2 separate regions of the Mus musculus genome follow, and region 1 is linked to region 2. Evidence: chromatin contacts called from public Hi-C data. All regions are on one chromosome and are shown on one strand. The core of a region is the stretch at or near the end of the contact, and the rest is flanking DNA. Distances in the headings are between cores, read along the strand shown.

Region 1 (5,411 bases), core at 813-3,312, 79 kb before region 2:
GGTACTGATCTTCATCCCCACTGAAGTTTCTTCCCCTCCCTCCCTCCCTCCCTCCCTCCCTCCCTCCCTCCCTCCCTCCCTCCCTCCCTCTGTTCCTTGTCTTGCTATATAGCTCAGAGTGACTTCAAACTCCCTATGCAGCCCAGCCTGTTCTCAGAGTCTCTCAATCTTTTTGCCTCAGCCTTCTGAGCTCCACCATGCCCATCCAGTAACAACTTCTTTCTAAGGTACCATGGATACAGTCTGGGCCCTTCCCCTGAGCCCAAGCTAAAGGGACTGTGGCCAGTTTGAGCATGGCAAACCTTACTCTTCTCCCCATTCCCTCTAAGGACTATTCCCTTATTTGGCCACTTCCTCCTCCTAAGGCTGACTACTGAGGTTCAGCAGTCAAAAGTGTGTCCCCCCCCCCCCTGCTCACCTTATTAACATGCCTGATTAAAATTAAGCACCTTGTGCTAACATGGGGTTTCTTTCCCCTTGTACCTTTATAAACCACCATATTTGTATGGGCCATGTCTGTCTCCTCTCTATCCACAGACAGTCCTTTGTCCCATGGTACAAATACCCCTTCCTCTTCTCCCCCCTCCTCTGTTCCCTTCCCAATCTCTCTCATTCTCTATCTCCTGTCTCTGTCTCTTATTCCCTGCCCTCTGTACCTCAAGGGAAAAATCTCACGGATGCTGAGAACTTGGTCTTGGGGTGTCTTGAGCTGACTCCCAGGTCCCCACAAACTCTGTAACAAAGGCTTTCGGCAGTCAGCTCTCTCCAGATCCCCTGGCACTGTCGCTTGCTGCCACTAAAGGTGCCTCTAACAATCCCGTGCCTTTCCCATGATCATGCTTGCACACCATGTGTGTGCAGGTGACCTCAGAGGCTGGAAGAGGTTGTTGGATCCTCTGAAGCTGGAGTTACTGGTGGCTGTGAGCAGCAGAGACTCTTAACAGCTGAGCCATCCCTCCAGCCCCCAAACTTCTTTAAGATATCCCCCCAACACCGGCCATCCCCCATGAGCGGTTGCTGCTTCTTGGTGTGTTGTGGGGCGGGGGTGGGGGGGTGGGGGGTGGGGAAGGAGGGGAGGCCAGGGCCTCTTGTATACTAGGCTGCCTCAGATTCCCTATATAGCTGATGATGGTTCTCCTGCTTCTGTCTCTTGAGTGCTGGTATCTTCCTGGAACTATAAAAATCACTATTGAAAAAAAAAAAAAAAGACTTTGAGTGTATAATGGGAATAGGGCCAGAGGACAATTTATAGTCGTTTGCTCTCTTTTTCTGCTGCATGGGTCCCAGGTCATCAGGCCAGCAATTTTACTCACCGAGCCATTTCAATGGCCTCTTATCACTTTTGACAGAGACACATCCTTGTTTCTGTCAAGATCTAGATGCAATGTGTTAACTTCAATAAGTTACCTGTAACTGATTCAACCTGGGATGGGCTCCTCCTTGTGGTCCTGCTAGCATACTGTATAGAGCAGTCTATATACAGACAACTACCTTCCATGGAAAGCCTTATGTATTTATCTCTGTGTTCCCAGGGGCTAACCTCATGTCTGAGCCATACTAAGTGCTCAATAAATATCTGCTGTGTGAATGGAATGCATGCATGCAGATCTGGAGTGTCCGTTTGTGAGGGCTTGCGTGGGCGTGGGTGTGTGTGCATGCGCGTGCGTGGGCGCATGCGACCTAATCGCAATATGTTTGAGGCAAAACACAGGTCAAGAGCTTAAAGTGAGGAGAAATATATCGGCTACTTGTGCCCATCGAAAACCCCAAAAATAAAAAAATAAAAACGAAGGGAGCAGAAGCGCTCCTGTGTGACCCCTTCAGGAAAACTGGCGTCCCTACGGAGGCCGGCCTGAGTGAGACATTTCAGACATTTCAGATTACCTGCCTTCTGAGCAGATGGTCCTCATTAGGAACAATTCCAGCTTCCTTCGAGAACTTGTCTTTTCTATGGGGCTCCCCGGCTGGCTGCCTAACTAACTCCCTCATCTCTTAATCTGGCTGCAGAAGACAGTCGATGTCCTTGTGGGCTGCAAGACAGTATGTGTCCAGCAGAGGGCGCTGCTGTCATTCGCTGGCCAGGCATCTCCGGTAGAGAGATTGCGGTGGGATTCTGCATGTGCTCTTGGCTGTGACCACCAGCCTGCTTCTAGTGGCCAGCTGGTCGTTTTACTGAACTGCCGAAGAAAGATAAGAGGGTCCAAATGGAGTCTCTTCCTGCCATCCCGCTAATGGGGTCAGGTCCCTGGCTGCTAAGGATGGTGCTCCCTAGATGATGCCCCACCCATGGCAGTTATCTGGGAGGACCAGTAGTCCTGCTTGTAGCTGGGATCTGAGTGAGTTCTCTGTCCTTTCTTCTGCTTTGCCACCACAGGCATCTTTGCAATTCTCTTCACTTTCCTGTCCCCAAACCAAACCAAACCAAACCAAACCAAACCAAAAAAGACAAAACACAACAACAACAAAACAACTCAGGCTCCTCCCACCAAGGCAGAACCCCTCCCCCCAAATAATGAAACCAATCTTAAATCTGATTGAGCCCGATGTGGTGGCTCAAGTGTGACAGTAATCCTACCAATCAGTAGAGTCATGGTTTACATCGTCATACCCCATCCCCAAACCACACTCAAACACAACACAACAGAACACAACAAAACCAAAACCGAAAATATCTCTTCCCAAACACTACAGCAGCGCAGCCAGGCTTGCTTTTGCGATCTGATCTATCATCTCCTTTCACATTTGCTTCTCTAACCTGGCGATAGTCAGCTTCCAAGCTTCCAAGCTTCCAAGCTCAAATCTCCCCTCTTCCTAGATCCCTCTCTCCCCATCTCTCTCTGACGGTGTCTCATTATGTTGCTTAGGCTGGTCTTGAACTCATGAGAACTCTTGAGACATGGCTGTTCTTTCCCAGCCTCTAGAACACCCAGAATGACAGGCATGCACTCTTACCTCTGGCTTCGATGACATCCTTTTGATGATCCAGTGCATTTATCTGCACCAGACACGCTGGCACATAATTATGTTGGAAAGCTGATGTTGAGGTGTTTAATGCTCATTCATCTAGCTGTTCAGTAACCATCCATCAAGCACTTATTATGTTCCAGGCACTGGGCTTATTTGTTAATCCAGGAGTCATTTCTGATGGCGTTACTCCACCCTATCTATCAGCGGACTGAGAGAAGCTTCTGAAATCATGCTGGCGCCTGCTCTCCTCCCTTTTCTACTTCTTTTGCTTTGCACACTATTTCTTGTCTGGACTTTGAAAATTGTCTTCAGCATTGTCTTCTGTTTCCATTCAACTCCCTGATCCAATGGGTGGGGGGCGGGGGGGGAGTGACTTGTAAAAGAAGAAGAATTTAATCATGTGTGTTGATCCCCTTGGTTAAGATGGTCTAATGGTATGTTGTGTCGTCGTATTTTGAATCAAGAGGAAACAGAAGTGGAAAATAGTTGGCTGTGGTTGTTCAGGCCTATATTCACAGTATTCACAATGCTGAGACAGGAGGATTATGAGTTTGAGATTAGACCATGCTACATAACTACATAGTGAATTGGAGGCCAAGTTGGGCTACACAATAAGAGCCTGTTTATTAAAGGAGGAGGAGGAGACAGAGGAGGGAGAAAAAGAATAGGAGAAGAAGCAGAGAAGGAAGAAAAAGAATAGGAGAGTGAGGCAGAAGAAGCAAAAGAGGAGAGGACGATGAAGGGGAAAGACGGAAAGGAGGGAGAGGAGGAAAAAGAGAAGAAGGAAGGGGAGGAGGGGGAGGAAGAGAGGAGGTGGAGGAGGGAGGGAAAGAGGGAGAGGAAGAGGAGGGAGGGGAGGAGGGAGAGGAGGAGGAATCTATCATTTCATTCATTCAGTCTATGGGCCATTCAGCTTCTGTCTCTGTAGCCTCAGATCCTTCATCTCTAAGTCCGGCCATCTTAGCCTTCTGTCCACATCAGGAGCAGCCAGTTCCCACCAGCCTTTGTTCCGGCCCTTGTACTTGCTGCTTCTGCCTGATGCTCTTTCCAGATGTTTGTGCTGTTTCCCCAGCATCCTCACTTACATTTAACCCAGTGCCAGTGACTTCAGGATGTTCCCATAGTCTTGTTGATTTACTTGACTGTTCCTGTCCTCACCCCCGCTGGCATGTTAGTTCCAGGATAGCTGGGGGCTTGTTGGGCTTCTTTGCCACTGTATAGCTGGTTCTTACTTGACACGAGAGTCTCTCTCTCTCTCTCTCTCTCTCTCTCTCTCTCTCTCTCTCTCTCATACATGTGTGTGGCTGTGTACGCCACAGTACTTGTATAGCGGTCATAGGACAGTGTGCAAAAGGAAGTTCTCTCCATCTGCCGTGAGTCTGGGGATTTTCTTCCTAGTCCTCCCATCTTTACCTCCCTAGTATTGCGACTACAGGTGTGCATCACCACGACCAGTTCCTGTCCTGCGAGGGATCAAACCCAGGGCTTTACAAACACCAGGCAACTTCTGTAGCAACTGAGCCACACCCCCAGCCTCCCTGCGCTTTCTTGCATCAAGAAAGGAATGGACCATTAAATGATTGTGAGCACAAACCTACCCAAGACGAATGGACGTAGCCGTAGCCCCTGCCTTCGGATAGTTCACAGAAAACTGATAAAGGAGAGGGGCTAATAAACGCTTCCAACTCAGTGAAACAAGAGCTATAATGAAGATAAGCACAGAGGCACTATTTGAACACAGATGAGGGAATAATTAAATTTACCGTGTATAAATGAGTCTTATCTTCCTGCTTATGCGGTAAGCTCCTTAAAGACAAAGCACATTCTACACTCCTGCGCTGTTCCCCACTGCAGTGGTCTGTAAAAGCCAGCGCCTGGATAAGCTTCAACACCATCACCTGCAGGGCTGAAGAAAACATCAAGGTCTCTGCTTCTAAGTGGCTGGAGTGGAGCCGTGGGGCCTGATTGCAAAGTTCCCTGGGTGTTTCTGAAGTGCACTGGCTTAGGGCTCATGCTGTCTAACCCAGGACTGGGCACACTGCTGCAAGGGCTGGATACTTGACCGTCCCACAGTACCTCTTGTCCAACTCCTTTCTCTTCCGGAGTGTGTGAGTGAGCATGCGCACACGCGCGCGCGCGCGCGCGCGCGCACACACACACACACACACACACACACACACACACGTGTCTGAGGCTCACAGGGGTGGGCAAGAGTGCGAGAGAGATGAGCAATCATTCCTTTTCCCCAGTATGACGGCTTTAGTGGCACTCATATCTCTCTGCAGGACAGTTATTACCCACCTTATGGGTCGTTTTATTTTTTTAAATTGAGCAGCACACCAGCCTTCTATTAGTCCTACCCTGGTAGAGAGTTTCAGGCCAGCCCAGGGCCTCAGCCTGTGGAAGGCACCTGGGGTTGCATGGGCCTCAAAGCTTGTGGGCCT
Region 2 (5,985 bases), core at 1,390-3,889:
TAAAGCCATATTTTTGCCAGGTTTTTACTTCGGTTTATTTCTTGCCCTTGACTCGCTGTTCTCTGCCCCACCCCCATCCCGCGACTCCAGTCCCTCCCACGACTCCCTCTACCTGAGCAGGTTTGCTGCGAAGATGTTTAATTCTCTTTTAATCCCAATTCCCCGAGATACATGAAAGCATCTTTACGAGCCCATAAATCCACTAAGATAAAGTGCATTTTTATTAGTTGTGTTGACATCAAAGGGGAAAAAAATAGAATCTAATGTGGAATAGTCAATAATGAATTTGCTTAATAGCCCCCCTCATCACCTTAACAGTCTCAGGAGGCAGTGGCCTCCGGGGTAGGGCACAGAGGCTGGCAGCGTTGCATCAGAGACAGGCAGGTTACCACCCTGGTAGACGATGTTTCCTCCAAGGAGAAAATATTTCTTTGTAATGGAGCTTGGAAGCTTGAAGGTAGAATATGGAAAACAGAGCCTGGGGCAGAGGGGTGAAGGGAAGAGGTTGGTGGACTGGGAGTTTAGCCATTGGTTGTTCCGAGGCTGCTAGGGTACCTGTCACCCTAGCTGTCAGCCTTGGTGAGAAAGCACAGACGACTGAGAGCTGCTCCGGTGACTGGAAAATGGAGAAAGGAGCTGGGAGGTATGATTTGCCATCTCAGGAAGCAGGTGACTCTGCAGGGGGCAGCGTCTCTGGGAAGAGAATGGAATTCCATGGTTCAAGCTAGGGTCAAGCTCAGCTTTGGTGCATCTGCACTGTCTACCCACCCCAGGCTTGCCTTTCTCCCCCTCAGGCCACCTGCTCCACTTCCTCATCCCTGGTTTGCGAGACTCCCTTTGCTCTTCCTTCTTCCTTCCTTCAGCCGAGGTTTTCTACATCCCTTTGTAGCTACAGATTTAGGGTTTGCAAGATTCCCTGGCTCCCATCCCTCCCTTCTTCCTTGTTTTTCTTCCCTCCATGCTTTCCGTTCTTGTTCTTGAGCTCTTCAGAAACTCTTTCACCCAGGGTGTTACTGAGAGTGAAGTCAGTGCACTCAAGTCCGTGACTGAGAACAGGGAATCTCTCTGCCGCGGTCACTTGATTTTGTTTGTTTGGTTTGGGTTTTCAAGACAGGGGTTCTCTGGGTAGTCCTGGCTGTCCTGAAAACCCCATTTAAAGATCAGGCCTTGAACTCAGAGATCCTCCTGCCTCTGCCTCCAGAGTGCTGGGATTAAGGCATGCGCCACCACGCCTGGTACAAGTGGGCATTTATGCGGCTTCGAGACAAGGGTGTAGAGATGGCTCCCTTTGAGACAAGGGTGTAGGCTCCGAGCGCTTAGTGCTCTTGCAGAGGACCTGGGTTTGAGACTCAGGCCACATATGATGGCTCACAACTGTTAGTAACTTTTCAAAGAATCTGATGCCCTATTATAACTTCTGAGGGAGGCAGGCACACGTGTGGTGCACATCATACAGGCAAAATGCTCATATGCATAGAAAACATACCAAAAAGGGGGGGGGGGAGGGTTGAAACTATTATGGATGGCCACTAGATGGCAATAGTCTAACATACAAAATAGTAAATCTCTGAAAGGCAGGTCCAGGATAAGGTGTTGAGCAAGAGGCCTGTAATGAAAATGTAGGTGTGGTCTGATGTAGGTGTTTGTTTTGGCTCATGGGGTAAGTCGTAGTGGCTGCAAGGCCACCTCTCATAGAAGAGCAGATGTCGACATTGCCACCCTCCAGGGTCCTTAGCTCCTCTTCACACCCCTGGCCAGCTGAGGTAAGAGCCTCAGACTGGATATGAACACACCTGGTTACTAATGTGCCCAGGTGTGACCTCCTGTTTCCTCAGTAGGCTCTGAGGATGGGCATGTAGTTTCTCCTCATGTCAGGGATTATCTATGGTCACTAAGGGAAGGGCACAGTGCTGAGACTGGCATAAGCTATTCGGAGGAGTTTGCTTGACTGCTGGGAAAAGCCTGTATCAAGAAGGTCTTGCCAGTGACTCATGCACAGAATGAAGTTTACACAGTCTTTATTCTTCAAAACCTTGAGTGTGTGTGTGGGGGGTGGGCGTGGGGGGGGAGTGGGGAGAGGGACAGGGATGGAAAGAGGCACAAGGAGAGATTAAGAGAATGCTGTAGTGGAAGGCTGCAGCATACTGTTGGTGGGACCAGACTTCAGAAAAAGAAGGAGCTCACTGGGCTAATGGGCCGTGAGCTTGTTCCTGCAGGGTTTAAATTAAAAACTCATAGCTTACCTGGCAAAGAGAAGGGGGAGCATGAGCTGGCACAATGAGGACATTTTACCCGCAAAGAGGGAGCGATCTGGGGTCCCGGTCAGGGATGGTTGCTTGGAAGTCAGCATGAGTTAGTGACGGTGAGTGGGAAGCTATGGCAGGTTGCTGAACAGGAATGTGATCCTTCTGTTGTTTAAGGGAACTCTCAACTCTGGCTCAGGACTGGTAGGTAATTGGCAGCGGGGATGGTGGTATTTTTTTTTTTTTTTTATCCATAGTGCATGGCCTTGGTGTTCAGTGAATGCGGAACAGATACTAGCAGGAGCCTCAAGGACACCGAGGCCAGCAGAGGACCCCTCCAGGGAGGTCAGCTTCATTGGTGAGTGTGTGGAGCAGTCTGCTCCTCTTGAAGGCTGGCTGGGAGCCACCCACACTGAGCACTGCTTATCTAAAGGCTGCTTTGTTCAGTAGCTCAGCAGAGCATAGGAGATGTGATCACTTGCTGGGAATTACACAGGCAGACTTTGCCCTCTGCCACTTCCCATTCTGCTGATACACTTATTTGACAGTGCCTAAGGAACTCCTGAACCATCCTTTATCTCAACACAGGGTTATAGCTAGACACCATTGCTGCTCCAGCCAAATCTCATGCCTGTTGCTCAGGCCCAGTTACATGGGTCCCCGCTGTGCATGCATACACGGCAGAATGCACAAAGGGTCTGAGTTGCATGTAAAGAAGACAGTGAGGTTAGGTGCCAGGTAGGGCAAGGACACACAGAATTTAGAGATACAAACGCAATCTCCGAACAGAGTCACACCTTAATGGACACAAAGAGTGGGCCTAGTAGAAGCCTGATCCTGGGTTTCTCTGGAATCAGCTCAAGCAGATAGAAGGGAATACTTGGGTAGCTGGCAAAAGAATAGGCCAGCTGTCAGTGGATAAGCATTTACTGAACCCCAATTAGGCAGAGCATGAGTAAGACAAGCTTCATGACCTTATGGGTATGAAGACAGGAAACCAGCAGTTATAGTCACAGTGGTACTTACAGTAAAGCATGGACAATTGCGTTTTTGTTGAGCTGGTGGGATTTTGTGGTCACATTAATTTGAATTCACATTACTGATATTGATCAAAGCATGATCAAACAGCTGGCCCCAAACAACAGTCTTCCGCATGCCAACCAGGCCTGGGTGTGCAGGAGCTGGGCAGAGAGGTCCCTTCCTTTGTCAATGATGCAATGGCAGTCTGAACAAGCTGAGTACACTTGTCTCTCAGGGCATTGTTTTTTTACTCCTCATGCCTTAGAACTTCAAAACCCAGGGTAATTAGCCCCAAATGGGCCATTCTCATTCAAACCACTACAGCAATTCACAGGATAACTTCCTGTTTTCTGTAACAAGATGAGCATCTCAAATCCCAGAAATTTTGAATGTTGACATGATGTTCAAAATTTTTCTGGATTTTAGAACATTTGAGATTTCACACTTCAGGATTATGGATGCTGCTTAGCTGGTAAAGTCTATGCAAATATTTTCAAATCTCAAAAAATGAAAAGAAAAAAACCTCTTCAATCTTTATGATTTTGAGTATTTCAGACAAGACATACTCAACGAGCACTAATAGCTCCTCCTCTTAGACGCTCTTTCACCTGAACATCTGTTGGTGAATGCTTTTGATTCTCCTACTCTGCTTGTCCATGACCCAGGGAATAAAAGTTCAGGACAACACAAAATTATATATGAAACCTTGTAGGTAATGAGGGCTAGGATGAAGGAGAAAATGAGGACAGCACACGGTGTACCTGCAAATACAGCCCTAAGGTCACAACTGCGGCTGTTGGCCTCTGTTTGCTGCTGGCGGGCAGAGCTGCTGGCACCAAGCTCCTTCACTGATTTCCTGGATGGGATCAATGTTTCCGGACTACATTTCCTGGCCCCTCTGTAGTTTAAGGTGGTTTAGTGACAGTGTGTTTGTCTATGAGATGTGATGGGGAAGCCAAGTGTGCTATCGTTATACGCCTGGCTAGGAACAGCCTCTCACCCACAAGTCCCTGCTTCTTCTCCGTCTTCTGTGACAACCTTCCACACACTGCAGATGACAGAGCCCTAGTGAAAGCAACCTGTGCCCTTGTACTACCATTGTCACAAGTGAAACTTTTTTGTGTGACTTCCCTGGGATTTGAGGGGCTTTGTCTCGTAGGATATCTTGTATGACTTCAGCTCAGAATCAGGCTTAGCAGGCAGAGAGACAGAGAGGCTGGTGGGTAGATTGTCATAAGGAATCTCTTCAGAGTGTAGCATCTTCTGTCTGTTTGCCACTGTGAAAGAGAACAGCAAGCTCTACAAGAATGACAGTGAGCTTGAGAGACAGTTCACCGTGCTTTCCTCTCCAGCTCCTGACCTTGGGGAATTTCATTTGGAGTCAATTGCTACAGATCTTTCTTTTCTGGGACAGACGATTTATCAGGACCCTCCTTCTCTCTTTGGATTGTATAGGACAAGAACCCGTCTTTCTGACTTTTAGAGTAGTAATGAAGATGACAAAAATAACCAATGGTAGAGACAGCTTTTGTATGCACTCAGTGCTATATTAGGCATTATTATTAATGATAATAATTGGGACTTGAAGTCAACAAACACCAGGAACTAACAAGTGATCATTTTAAGTGTGACATTTACTCTCAGTGACATAATATTAGCTCAAATGATGGCATAATCTATTTTATGTAAATTTAGTAGATGGAGATTAAACTTTTTCTGCACAGACAAATTAGAGAGAAATTATTTTCAAGTCAAGGATCTTTAACTATCAGGTTCTTTATCTTATATTGATTGGTACTGAAAGAGAAGAGCTACTTGAGACCCAGAGGTCATCAATTAAGGATTGATTAGCCTAACTATGAAGTAACCTTGGGATGGAGGGAGGATGGAATTACAATGAATAAGTTACATATGATTAGGTACCTAGGAGCACAGAAAGGAACTTGTGGTATTTACACTGTTGAGACACCCACACCATAGTGCCTTTGCACTTCATGTGTGGGTAATCTTCGAATGGATGGAGAGCACAGAGCCTCTGACCTCACAGGAAGACAGACAGTGGCCCTACAGAATCTGACCCAGGTAATAGAGAGGTCCCTGCATTCCACCTTGTTCTTTTCTAAGTATGTCATGTAGGCTGTGCAAGGAAAACTACTGCTCCTGTTCAGCTTACAGATGAGGAAACTGAAGCACAGAAATGGATGCTCCCCTTCATTGCCAAAGTCAGGGAGTCAGACTCCTCACATCAGTGCTAAGGACTAGAGAGGACAAAGGTCAGAGAAAATGCAATGGAGGAATGCATCAAGTAGGTAGAATGGTTACAGAGGGATGACAGTGAACCAATCACAAGTGAAGAGAAGAATCCAGTGCAAGGACAAAGGGAAGCGGGGTCACCAAGGTCTTGGGTGGAAAAATCATGGTGGGTTTGAGGAACATCAGGCAGAGGGCTGGATAGGAGAGAGTAGATAGGCAATGGGAAATTGATAGAGGACACATTAGAAAGACACCAGAGCTGGGTCTTCATGAGCCTTGATATCCACTGATGCTTTGGCATTTCATGTGACATGATGAAGTGTTTGAACAAGGACAATAATGAGATTGAGTCAAATGTTTTAAAAGATTGGACCATTTTGGATACTCACTGGTAGACATAAGTGGTTGAGGAGAAGAATCAGGAAGGAGCAGAATAGAGATGACAGTCATAAAATCCATGAGACTGGGT

Evidence for each region. Hi-C and Micro-C count contacts between places; a contact is called where the count stands out from the background.
Region 1: a Hi-C map of cerebral cortex shows a contact between it and region 2, with 2.6 times the contacts expected there. The contact joins two enhancer-like sites. A contact is called at or near these places in 1 of 39 promoter capture datasets (hippocampal neurons) and 5 of 484 Hi-C or Micro-C datasets (cerebellar granule neurons, cerebellum, cerebral cortex and 2 more).

The regions. Positions count from the first base shown.
Region 1 is chr14:72,368,757-72,374,167 of GRCm38.p6, reverse strand. No RefSeq gene overlaps it. Among named protein-coding and RNA genes, the nearest start is that of Gm9195, 90 kb to the left of the region's middle. Within about 2 kb of position 2,062, at least 2 of the 459 cell types and tissues checked have an H3K27ac peak or open chromatin away from gene starts, as enhancers often do. A contact at or near this core is called in cerebral cortex, where this site is marked.
Region 2 is chr14:72,289,530-72,295,514 of GRCm38.p6, reverse strand. No RefSeq gene overlaps it. Among named protein-coding and RNA genes, the nearest start is that of Gm41205, 110 kb to the right of the region's middle. Within about 2 kb of position 2,639, at least 14 of the 459 cell types and tissues checked have an H3K27ac peak or open chromatin away from gene starts, as enhancers often do. A contact at or near this core is called in cerebral cortex, where this site is marked.